2 separate regions of the Mus musculus genome follow, and region 1 is linked to region 2. Evidence: chromatin contacts called from public HiChIP or PLAC-seq data. All regions are on one chromosome and are shown on one strand. The core of a region is the stretch at or near the end of the contact, and the rest is flanking DNA. Distances in the headings are between cores, read along the strand shown. Region 1 has its middle 29 kb from the start of Cenpk. Region 2 has its middle 210 kb from the start of Cwc27.

Region 1 (5,208 bases), core at 2,165-4,664, 350 kb before region 2:
GTGTGTATGGCAGTTTTACCAGGAGAGTTTTACAGAGACGGGTTGCAAAGAGTAAGTTAGATATAGTCAAGATTGAATGAGCCAGAGAATGAGAAAGCCAGGAGACTCGAACATATTGCCAACGTTAGTACTAGGCCACACAATTCATTCATAAGCAGAGAAAAGCTGGATTGAATTAAGTCAGCTTGGAGGATTAAGTGGCATTTAGGGTAGGAGCTTCCAATCCGAGGAATAGAATAGAGACAGAAATGTCCTGGCCTTAGTCCAAGTTGTGTATTTGAACAGTTTGGGTATGGCTCTCATCCCATCCCATCATCTCAGGTAGTAAAAGCATCATTTACAATTAATGGTGAGAATCTAGATGTTTAATATTTAGAGCAAGGCAAATATGTCTCCTCATTCTTATTCAGCATCATAATGCAATGTGATGTTTTATATTTACTTTGCCCAGGGAGTGGCACTCTTTGGGGATGTGGCCTTGTTGGAGTAGTGTGGCTTTGTTGGAGTAGGTGTGTCACTGTGGGTGTGGGCTTTAATACCCTAGACCTAACTGCCTGAAAGTGAGTATTCTGCGAGCAGCCTTCAGATGAAGACCGAACTCAGCACCTACTGTACCATGCTTGCCTGGATGCTGCCATGTTCCTCCCTTGATAATACTGGACTGAACTTCTGAACCTGTAAACCAGCCCCAATTAAATGTTGTCCTTATAAGACTTGTCTTGATCATGGTGTCTGTTCACAGCAGTAAAACCCTAACTAAGAAATGAAATTAGACAAAAGTCCTAGGAATCAAAAGAATTATTAAGACAAAATTCACTAATACTTAGATTGTACAGTACATAAATTCCTAGTGTCTAAAATTTAATTTCCTGTATATTATCAATAAATACTTAGAATTTTAAACTTAAAAAAACTTGTATCAGCATTTCAGAATTAAAATATGATGGTTAATCCCAATGACTTGGAAATCTAGTCACCTGTGCTATGTATTCCTGTGGAGAGTATCTTTAGATTACTTGATGTGCCACTATGAGTGGCACCATTGCTTGCAATGAAATCCTGTACTGTATAAAAATTAAGAACTGTGCTGGGCAGTGGTGGCGCACGCCTTTAATCCCAGCATTTGGGAGGCAGAGGCAGTTGGATTTTTGAATCTGAGGCCAGCCTGGTCTACAGAGTGAGTTCCACGACAGCCAGGGCTACACAGAGAAACCCTGTCTCAAAAAAAAAAGAAAAAAGAAAAAGAAAAAAAGAAGAAAAAGTAAGAACTGAGGACCAGTGAGATAGATCAATTAGTAAAAGTGTTGACTGTCAAGCCTGAGAACCTGAGTTTGATCCCTGGATACCACATGTTGGAGGGAGGAAGCCAACTTAGGAAAGCTTGTCCTCTGACCTTGATGTGTCATGCCATGTCATATGCTTGCTCTTCAATACAAGTGTGTATTTGTGTGTGTGTGTGTGTGTGTATGTGTGTGTGTATATATGTATATATATACACACAGATATATATAAGAAAAAAGAGGGTGTGTACTTAGCATAAGCATTCATTTCTATTTCTTGTGTGGATGCAATTTAAATAGCTTCCCCAAGCTATTTAAATTAAATTAATTAAGCTATTTTGTGACTTCTGCACAGTGATAGACTTTCTCAAACTGGGTTGAATTCTCTCACATTGCCTTTTTTTTTTTAAGGTAATTTACCACTGGAGGTTGAAAAGGTGGATTTGGTGGGCTGGAGAGATGGATCAGTGCTTAAGAACACCAATTGCTCTTCCAGAGGTCCTGAGTTCAATTCCCAGCAACCATATGGTGGCTCACAACCATCTGTTAATGGGATCTGATGCCCTCTTCTGGTGTGTCTGAAGACAGCAACAGTGTACTCATAAATAAAACATATATGTATATATATATATATATATATATATATATATATATATATATACACACACACACACACACACACACATATACTCAGAATATATAGACACATATATGTATATATGCCTGCATTTACTGCTTTTAAAAAAAAGACAAGATGGATTTGTACTAGGAGCAGGTTGTTGCTGTGATATACATTACCATTTGGTATTTAGGTCCTTGATACTGGTTTGTGGTGGGAATGCAGAAGAGTTTGGATATTTGACCAGAAAAACCCAAGTATGCTAGAAAAAGAGCTTAATGTGTTATTGTTGTGGGAAGACAAGAATGCTGAGAGATGTGTGTACAGTGAAGGCCCAGTTTATCAGAGGCTGTGGATGGGTGCTGCTTACTGGCTTGCTCCCTATGACTTACTTCACCTGCTTTCCTATAAATGCCAGGACCAATAGCCCAGGAGTGGAACCACTTACAATAGACTGGGCTACCCCCATCAATCACTACAAAAATTGCATACAACGTGAACTTCTGGGGCATTTTCTAAGTCAGGGTCCTTCCTATCTGATATCTATACCTTGTGTCAAGTTGACAAAACTAGCCAGTACATCTCTGAAGAAAAGTCTGAATTCCACTGGGTCAATAAGATATATTGAAAGGGGAGAGATGGCTCAGAGGTTAAGAGTGCTGACTGCTCTTCTGAAGGTCCTGAGTTCAATTTCCAGCAACCATATGGTGGCTCACAACCATCCGTAAATGATAGCTGACGCCCTCTTCTGGAGTGTCTGAAGAAAGCTACAGTGTACTTACACATAATAAATAAATCTTTTAAAATATATATATATATTGAAGGGCCATGCAGTGGTGCCACACACCTTTAATCCCAGCACTTAGGAGGCAGAGACAGGCAGATTTCTGAGTTCGAGGCCAGCCTGATTTACAGAGCGAGTTCCAGAACAGCCAGGGCTACACAGAGAAGCCCTGCCTTGAAAAGAAGAAAGAAAGAAAAAAGAAAAGAAAAGAAAAGGAAGGAAGAAAGAATATATTGAAGGGGCTGAAGAGATGGCTCAGCAGCTAAGAGCACTTACTACTCTTCTAGAGGACCCAGGTTCAATTCTCAGCACCCATATGGCAGCTCACAGCTGTATGTAACTAAGATCTTACACCCTCACACAGACATACATACAGGCAAAGCACAATACATATAAAATAAAAATAAATGAATTATTTTTAAAAACATATCTTGAACAAAATCCTATCCACTTCACACTCCATCTTGTGAAAACCCAAACCTATTTGCTTCTAAAAATATATGACTAACAGCCAAGGATATGTTTCTCCATGATCAGCATACAGAAATTGGCAGTTTAGTCCAAGATGCCAGGATACATACATACACCAAGGGAAACCCATAGCTAGCAAACCCATAGCTCCTGAGCCTTTCCAAACAGTGCTACTGTGTACCAAGTGTTCAGATACCTGCGCCTATAAGGCATATTTTTCACTGAAAGCACCACAGTAGGCATGGATGATGCAAGACTGAGTGGGCCATGAAGTCTTTCACAATGGTTTCACAGGAACTGAGAGAAGGCAATGTGTGGCAGGGTCAGAGTTCCTACAAAAATGGCTCTTAGAAGCTTTTGTGTGAAAGTGAAGGCAAATTGCAATAGCGGACCCCACCTATCCCGGATGTTGGAAATGCTATAATCATGGACCATCTTGGAGGAATACTGCAGTAGAGACAGCAAAAGGGGCAAAATTAGAGAATCCTTTGAAGCCTGATTAATTTCATTACAAAACCCTGATGCTGGGCATAAAGCTTCAGGATTTGTTTTCCTTGCTGGATTTTGGTCTGATTATTTCTTGCTATCTCCTGATTCATGCATTTTTTGATGGGAATGTTTACTCTGTCATTGTAGACCTCCCCCACAACCCCCCAGGAGCTCACAGTTAAAAGAGATTACTATATGGATTTAGGACTAAGGTAATTGGAATTGATAAAGACTTGAGGGGCTTTCAAAGTTGTTCTATATTTTGCCTTTTGAAATAAAAGATTTTGCAAACTAGGAGTGAAAAGTGTGTGTGTATATGAGAAGTAGACAAAGAGAGTAAGACAGGCAGGCATAGAGGGTATGGATAGGAGAGTCAGAATTTTACTTGCTATGTAGACCCAAATGGCCTCAAATTCACAGAGTGCCTCTGTCCCCTGAGTCCTAGAATTAAAGTACGCCACCACACTGGCTAAGGTTATGACTTGAAATGATGCATTTGGGTGTCAGATTGATAAGGGGTTTAAATTCGATGGCTGATTAATTTCCTTTGTTATCTTGGTAAGATCTGCATCACCTGGGAGATAGGCCTCTGGGCAAGCTTATATGGAATTATGTTTACTAGGTGAATTGACGTGGTAAGATTCATCCAAGATGGGTGGCACCTGGTTGATGCACTACTTATATTACACTATATAAAAAGGAGAAAGATCTCAACATAAGAATTCATTGTTCTCTGCCTCTTGACTGTGAGTACAGTGTGACCAGTTGCTTCAACCTCCTGCTGCTGTGATTTCTCTGAAATGATGGACTTTAAACTGTGAGCCAATTAACCTTTTGTTCATTAAGTTACTTTTGCCGGAGTATTTTATCAGAAATACAGGGAAAGTAACTGTCAGGGTTTCTATTCCTGGACAAAACATCATGACCAAGAAGCAGTTGGGGAGGAAAGGGTTTCAGCTTACATTTCCACATTGCTGTTCATCACTAAAGGAAGTCAGGACTGGAACTCAAGCAGGTCAGAAAGCAGGAGCTGATGCAGAGGCCATGGAGGGATGTTCTTTACTGGCTTGCTTCCCCTGGCCTGCTCAGCCTGCTCTCTTATAGACCCAAGACTACCAGCCCAGAGATGGTTCCACGCACAAGGGGCCTTTCCCCCTTGATCACTAATTGAGAAAATGCCTTACAGCTGGATCTCATGGAGGCATTTCCCCAACTGAAGCTCCTTTCTCTGCAATAACTCCAGCCTGTGTCAAGTTGACACAAAACTAGCCAGTACAGTGTCTAAGTCATAAGTCTTAACAAAATATGTGAAATGTTTGTGTAAACAAAGCACAAACATCTGATAGAAGAAATCCAAGATCTAAGTAAATGGAAGTATATTCATGAATAAGAAGTTATACTGTTATTTTATCTATAGGTTGAATTCCATCTCAATAAAAAATCCTAGCAAGTTATTTTTGAGATCTTGATGACCAACTCCAAGTTTTTATGGAAAGAAAAAATACTCAGAATAGCTTCAAAAATATAAAACAACAAAAAATAATTGGAGGGTAAAGGCTGGTTAA
Region 2 (5,530 bases), core at 1,409-3,908:
AGACTGGGGTGAACCCTTCCATACTGTGTCTGTCCCATGCAGGCCAGGCTCATTGCACTTAGGTACTCTGGGATAATTGCCCCCTTGCCAAACATACTCCTCTGAATTATTTCATAAAACCACTTGATAAATGGCTTTATCAAGGCCATTGTGTCTTGAAGAACTTAAATTAGTCCCAGCTGAGTTTCTCTTCAGTTAAAATAGATTTAAGTAAAATGTAAGCGTAAAGCTGTTTCCATTTTAACGGCTGAAGCACATTCTGGCACCAAGCGCACCACCTTCTTTAGACATTTATGACTTTTGTGTTTGTTGGAAGCGAACGAGACCTCAGGTGGCTGTATCTACTTCTTATATTTATGACTTTTGTGTTTGTTGGATGCAAACAAGTTCTCGATTTTCTATCTGTAAAATAAAACAAGAACAGCTGCTTCATAAGGCTCTCGGAGTGATTAAAAGAGCTAACGTACCCTGAGCACTGGGCACGCAGGGGCACGCAGGGGCACGCAGGGGGCACGCAGGGGCACGCAGGGGCACGCAGGGGGCACGCAGGGGCACGCAGGGGGCACGCAGGGGCACGCAGGGGGCACGCAGGGGCACGCAGGGGCACGCAGGGGATGCTTCTGAACTGTTTAATCCCTTCACCTCAGTGCAGATGCACACACGTGGTATGTGTGGCTGACTTAACTGTGTTAGTTTCTGTTTTCAAGTGACCATGCATTGTAAAACAATGAATTTTATCAGTAATTCAGAGGTGTGTGTGTGCGCGTGTGCGCGCACGCACTCTACCTACCTTTTAACCATTTACTTGGGGGTATGGCTTATTGGGAAAAGCACTGGTCTAATGTGCAAGATTTTATCCCAACACCACAAGATAAAGCCAAAGAACTAAATCTAGAGTTTTATCTTAGTTTCTCTGAGGTGCCCGGTCCTTTCCCATGCTTTCCCCACATGATTCTTTCTTGCTCAGCTGTGCACGTTTGTAGACTTCTTTCTTGTATTGCGTGCTCCTCCCCCACTGGCCATCCTGTTTCCTTTTCTAATAATCTCACCTTTCCTTTAAGGCTCCTTCGAAATGTCCTTTTATCTATGAAATCACCTTCAATTCCCTTAATGCAAAAATAATCTCTAGCTCACAGTCATTTTCGTGGCACTTAAAAAAATACAACTTTACATCTAAAATAGGGCCAATGAAGAAAAGCTGCAAAGGTTGCAGAGATGTCTCTCACGTACACCTTAGGCCAGTTCTCTAATGTTTACATCTCAGCATGGTAGATTTGTCCAAACTAAGAAGTGTTAGTTCAATCTAGAAGGGAGGGAGGAGTGGAGTGGGGTATTGTGTTGTTTTTAGAACGAGATAGTTCTCCGACAGAAGAACCACCAGAGAGCCGACCATTTAGATCCTACCACGGGTGGCAGCTATTTCCCCTGAGATTTCATCTTCCCTGAGTATCGATGGGTGGTTTATAGTTTCGAAGAGAAGGAAAGGACATTTTCTTAGGTGGTATAACCCCTGGCAGGGACCTCACTTTTGCACATGATCTTTAGCCAGCTAACCTAGGATAGAATAAGAAACCAGGGCTGGCGAGATGGCTCAGTGGGTAAGAGCACTGTCTGTTCTTCCAAAGGTCCAGAGTTCAAATCCCAGCAACCACATGGTGGCTCACAACCACCCGTAATGAGCTCTGACGCCCTCTTCTGGTTCGTCTGAAGTCAGCTACAGTGTACTTATGTACCATAATAAATAAATCTTTGAAAAAAAAAAAAGAATAAGAAACCAAATAAAATACAGTGCTGGAACAAGAAGAGGAGGAAGAGGAGGAAAGGGGAGGAGGAGGAGAAGAAGAAGAGGGGAGGAGGAGAGGGGAGGAGAAGAAAAGAAGCAGATAGAGGAGTATCTGGGAAGAGGGGATCAGCGGGAGGCTGAGGGGACGAATGTGCTCAGCACACAAGTCTCACAGTGAAAATGGCCATTCTTTAAAATTAAAGATTACCACCTAACTTTTGCACTTTTCATGTAAATTGTAACTGCCTGTGGACTCTAAGCTCCCTGAGGTCAGGCCTTGTGGTCCCAAGCTTACCTTCTCTGTAATATGTCCAAGAGTTTGCTTACTGTGGATCACAAAGTAGACACTTAAATAATGCTGCCGGTGAAGTGGGAGTGGGCGATGGCCTCAGCTGCCAACCTCCATCAAATCCCGTCTTATATTTTGCTTTTTTTTTTTAAATTACACTTATTAAAGCAGGACAAATGCATAGAAAAATATGACTATAAATAAACCCAACGAATTGTGGCAGAATGAAAATTACCACCCGGTTCCTCAAATAGAATGCTTCCTGCACTCCAGCAGCCCCCGGGAGTCCCGCCCAGTAACGACTGCCCATCATCTTGACTTCTTGTCCTGTCCTCACTTTCATTTTAATAACAGGACTCGGTTGTTGCGGTAATAGTTATAACGCAAACCACGTTTACACTATAATTATATCCAGACAAAGTGGCATGAATCTATTAAAATTTTAAAAAGTCACTGACTCAGGCAAGTGCACTGCAGTAGACATTCCAACAAGCAAACAATGCCCATTGTCCTCGTGGCTGACACAGCCTCTGCTTTGAGGCTGAGCTCGCGGTTGGGTGTACCCGCTTAGGACTGAGGGCATTTCCGGTCCTGACAACGGCAGGCCAGTGTAGGAAGCAGGACATAAACCATTTTCGTTTCTGTTCCCTTAGAAACACACGGAACAAAATAAAGTTTGCCAGATGGAAATATACAAAACCACTGAGGAAATAAATGTTATTTTTAAGTTTCTAAGAAGGTATCACACGTAACTGGGGTGGGGGTGTGGGTGGAAAGAATTCAAAAGCTGAGTGACCTTTACCGAGACAGCAGAGCAGGGTCAACTAGTGTCTAGGGGATGTGACTGAGGGGAGCTGACCTCATTGGACAGGATGAGAATGGAGTTGGCTTTCCTCCAACCCTGGGTGAGCTAGATGGCCAGAAGGAAAGCATCCTTCAGAAATGGGAACGGGGAAGAACCCTCATGGACCAAAAGAAGTGAGTGGGCGTGGAGATCTGGGGCTGGTAGGTTTGTTGCTGGTGGGTGTCAAAAGGCTGGGTCTTTTCTCTCAGACGCTGATGGAGGTCATGGTGAAAGTCAAGTGAACTAAGTAGGTGACAGCCACACTGCCAGGAAAGGGAGTTGCTCTGAAGAAACAGGGAGACTGCTAGTCGCCAAGTCTGGGAGAACCGCCATGATTGTCATCTTTAGGACCCTTATGTCACTGTTACGCTGGTGGGTCTCAGCTGGCTCAGGAACTGATGGCTTTGTTGTCGCAAACTTGCCAACTACTTTATAAATCTAGACAGAGTGTGGATTGTTGGTCAGTCTAGCCTTCCTCACAGATTAGTATTCAGAACGCTGGCTCTGCTGAAGACAAAGTTTGTGACATAGTATCTCTCATAAAGAGGAAGTCAACTGTTGCAAGACTTCCTGATGAAGTGTCAGTCCTAAACAACACCCCTGGACAGGGAGAACCATGAGCAGGGTCCCATGCCCTTTACTAACCAGGATAAAATAGCAACAGGGTGTCTAAGACTTGACAAAAGGCCTCCTGGGGACTGGATCAAAGAGGGCCTAATTCCGATACTCCTCAAACTATTCCACAAGATAGAATCAGAAGGTACTCTACCCAATTCATTCTATGAAGCCATAATTACTCTGATACCTAAATGACACAAAGACCCAACAAAGAAAGAGAACTTCAGACCAATTTCCCTTATGAATATCAATGCAAAAATACTCAATAAAGTTCTCGAAAACCGAATCCAAGAACACATCAAAATGATCATCCATCATGATCAAGTAGGTTTCATCCCAGGGATGTAGGGATGGTTCAATATACGGAAATCCATCAACATAATCCACTACATAAACAAACTCAAAGAAAAAAACCACATGATCATCTCCTTAGATGCTGAGAAAGCATTTGACAAAATCCAACACCCCTTCATGATAAAAGTCTTGGAAAGATCAGGAATTCAAGGCCCATACCTAAACATAATAAAAGCAATATGGAGCAAACCAGTAGCCAACATCAAAGTAAATGGAGAGAAACTTGAAGCAAACCCACTAAAATCAGGGACTAGACAAGGCTACCCACTCTCTCACTACCTATTCAATATAGTACTTGAAGTCCTAGCCAGAGCAATTAGACAACAAAAGGAGATTAAAGAAATACAAATTGGAAAGGAAGAAGTCAAAATATCACTATTTGCAGATGATATGATAGTATATATAAGTGACCCCAAAAATTCCACCAAAGAACTCCTAAACCTGATAAATAGCTTCAGTGAAGTAGCTGGATATAAAGTTAACTCAAACAAATCAATGGCCTTTCTCTACACAAAGCATAAACAGGCAGAGAAAGAAATTGGGGAAACAACACCCCTCACAATAGTCACAAATAATATAAAATACCTTGCAGTGACTCTAACTAAGGAAGTGAAAGATCTGTATGATAAGAACTTCAAGTCTCTGAACAAAGAAATCAAAGACATCTCAGAAGATGGAAAGATCTCCCATGCTCACGGATTGGCAGGAGTAGTATAGTAAAAATGGCTATCTTGCCAAAAGCAATCTACAGATTTGATGCAATCCCCATAAAAATTCCAACTCAATTCTTCACAGAGTTAGAAAGGTTAATTTGCAAATTCATCTGGTATAACAAAAAACCTAGGATAGCAAAATCTATTCCCAACAATAAAAGAACTTCTGGTGGAATCACCATGCCTGATCTCAAGCTGTACTACAGAGCAATTGTGATAAAAACTGCATGGTACTGGTACAGTGACAGTCAAGTAGATCAGTGGAATAGAATTGAAGACCCAGAAATGAACCCACACACCTATGATCACTTGATCTTTGACAAGGGAGCTAAAACCATCCAGTGGAAAAAAGACAGCATTTTTAACAAATGGTGCTGGCTCAATTGGTGGTTAGCATGTAGAAGAATGCGAATTGATCCATTCTTATCTCCTTGTACAAAGCTCGTCTAAGTGGATCAAGGACCTCCACATAAAACCAGATACACTGAAACTATAGAGGAGAAATTGGGGAAGAGCCTTGAAGATATGGGCACAGGGGAGAAATTCCTGAACAAAACAACAATGGCTTGTGCTGTAAGATCAAGAATCGACAAATGGGACCTCATAAAATTGCAAAGCTATTGTAAGGCAAAAGACAGCGTCAATAAGACAAAAAGGCCACCAACAGATTAGGAAAGAATCTTTACCAATTCTAAATTCAACAGGGGGGCTAATATCCAATATATATAACGAACTCAAGAAGGTGGACTCCAGAAAACCAAATAACCCTATTAAAAATGGGGTACAAAGCTAAACAAAGAATTCTCAACTGAGGAATAGCAAATGGCTGAGAAGCAACTAAAAAAATGTTCAACATCCTTAATCATCAGGGAAATGCAAATCAAAACAACCCTGAATTTCCTCCTCACACCAGTCAGAGTGGCTAAGAT

The links. HiChIP or PLAC-seq counts read pairs in DNA pulled down with a chosen protein or histone mark.
Region 1: an H3K27ac HiChIP or PLAC-seq map of acute myeloid leukemia shows a contact between it and region 2, with 5 times the contacts expected there. The contact joins two enhancer-like sites. A contact is called at or near these places in 2 of 115 datasets of contacts at active chromatin or transcription factors (acute myeloid leukemia and astrocytes).

The regions. Positions count from the first base shown.
Region 1 is chr13:104,255,762-104,260,969 of GRCm38.p6, forward strand. No RefSeq gene overlaps it. Among named protein-coding and RNA genes, the nearest start is that of Cenpk, 29 kb to the left of the region's middle. Within about 2 kb of position 3,415, at least 4 of the 459 cell types and tissues checked have an H3K27ac peak or open chromatin away from gene starts, as enhancers often do. A contact at or near this core is called in acute myeloid leukemia, where this site is marked.
Region 2 is chr13:104,608,028-104,613,557 of GRCm38.p6, forward strand. No RefSeq gene overlaps it. Among named protein-coding and RNA genes, the nearest start is that of Cwc27, 210 kb to the right of the region's middle. Within about 2 kb of position 2,659, at least 148 of the 459 cell types and tissues checked have an H3K27ac peak or open chromatin away from gene starts, as enhancers often do. A contact at or near this core is called in acute myeloid leukemia, where this site is marked.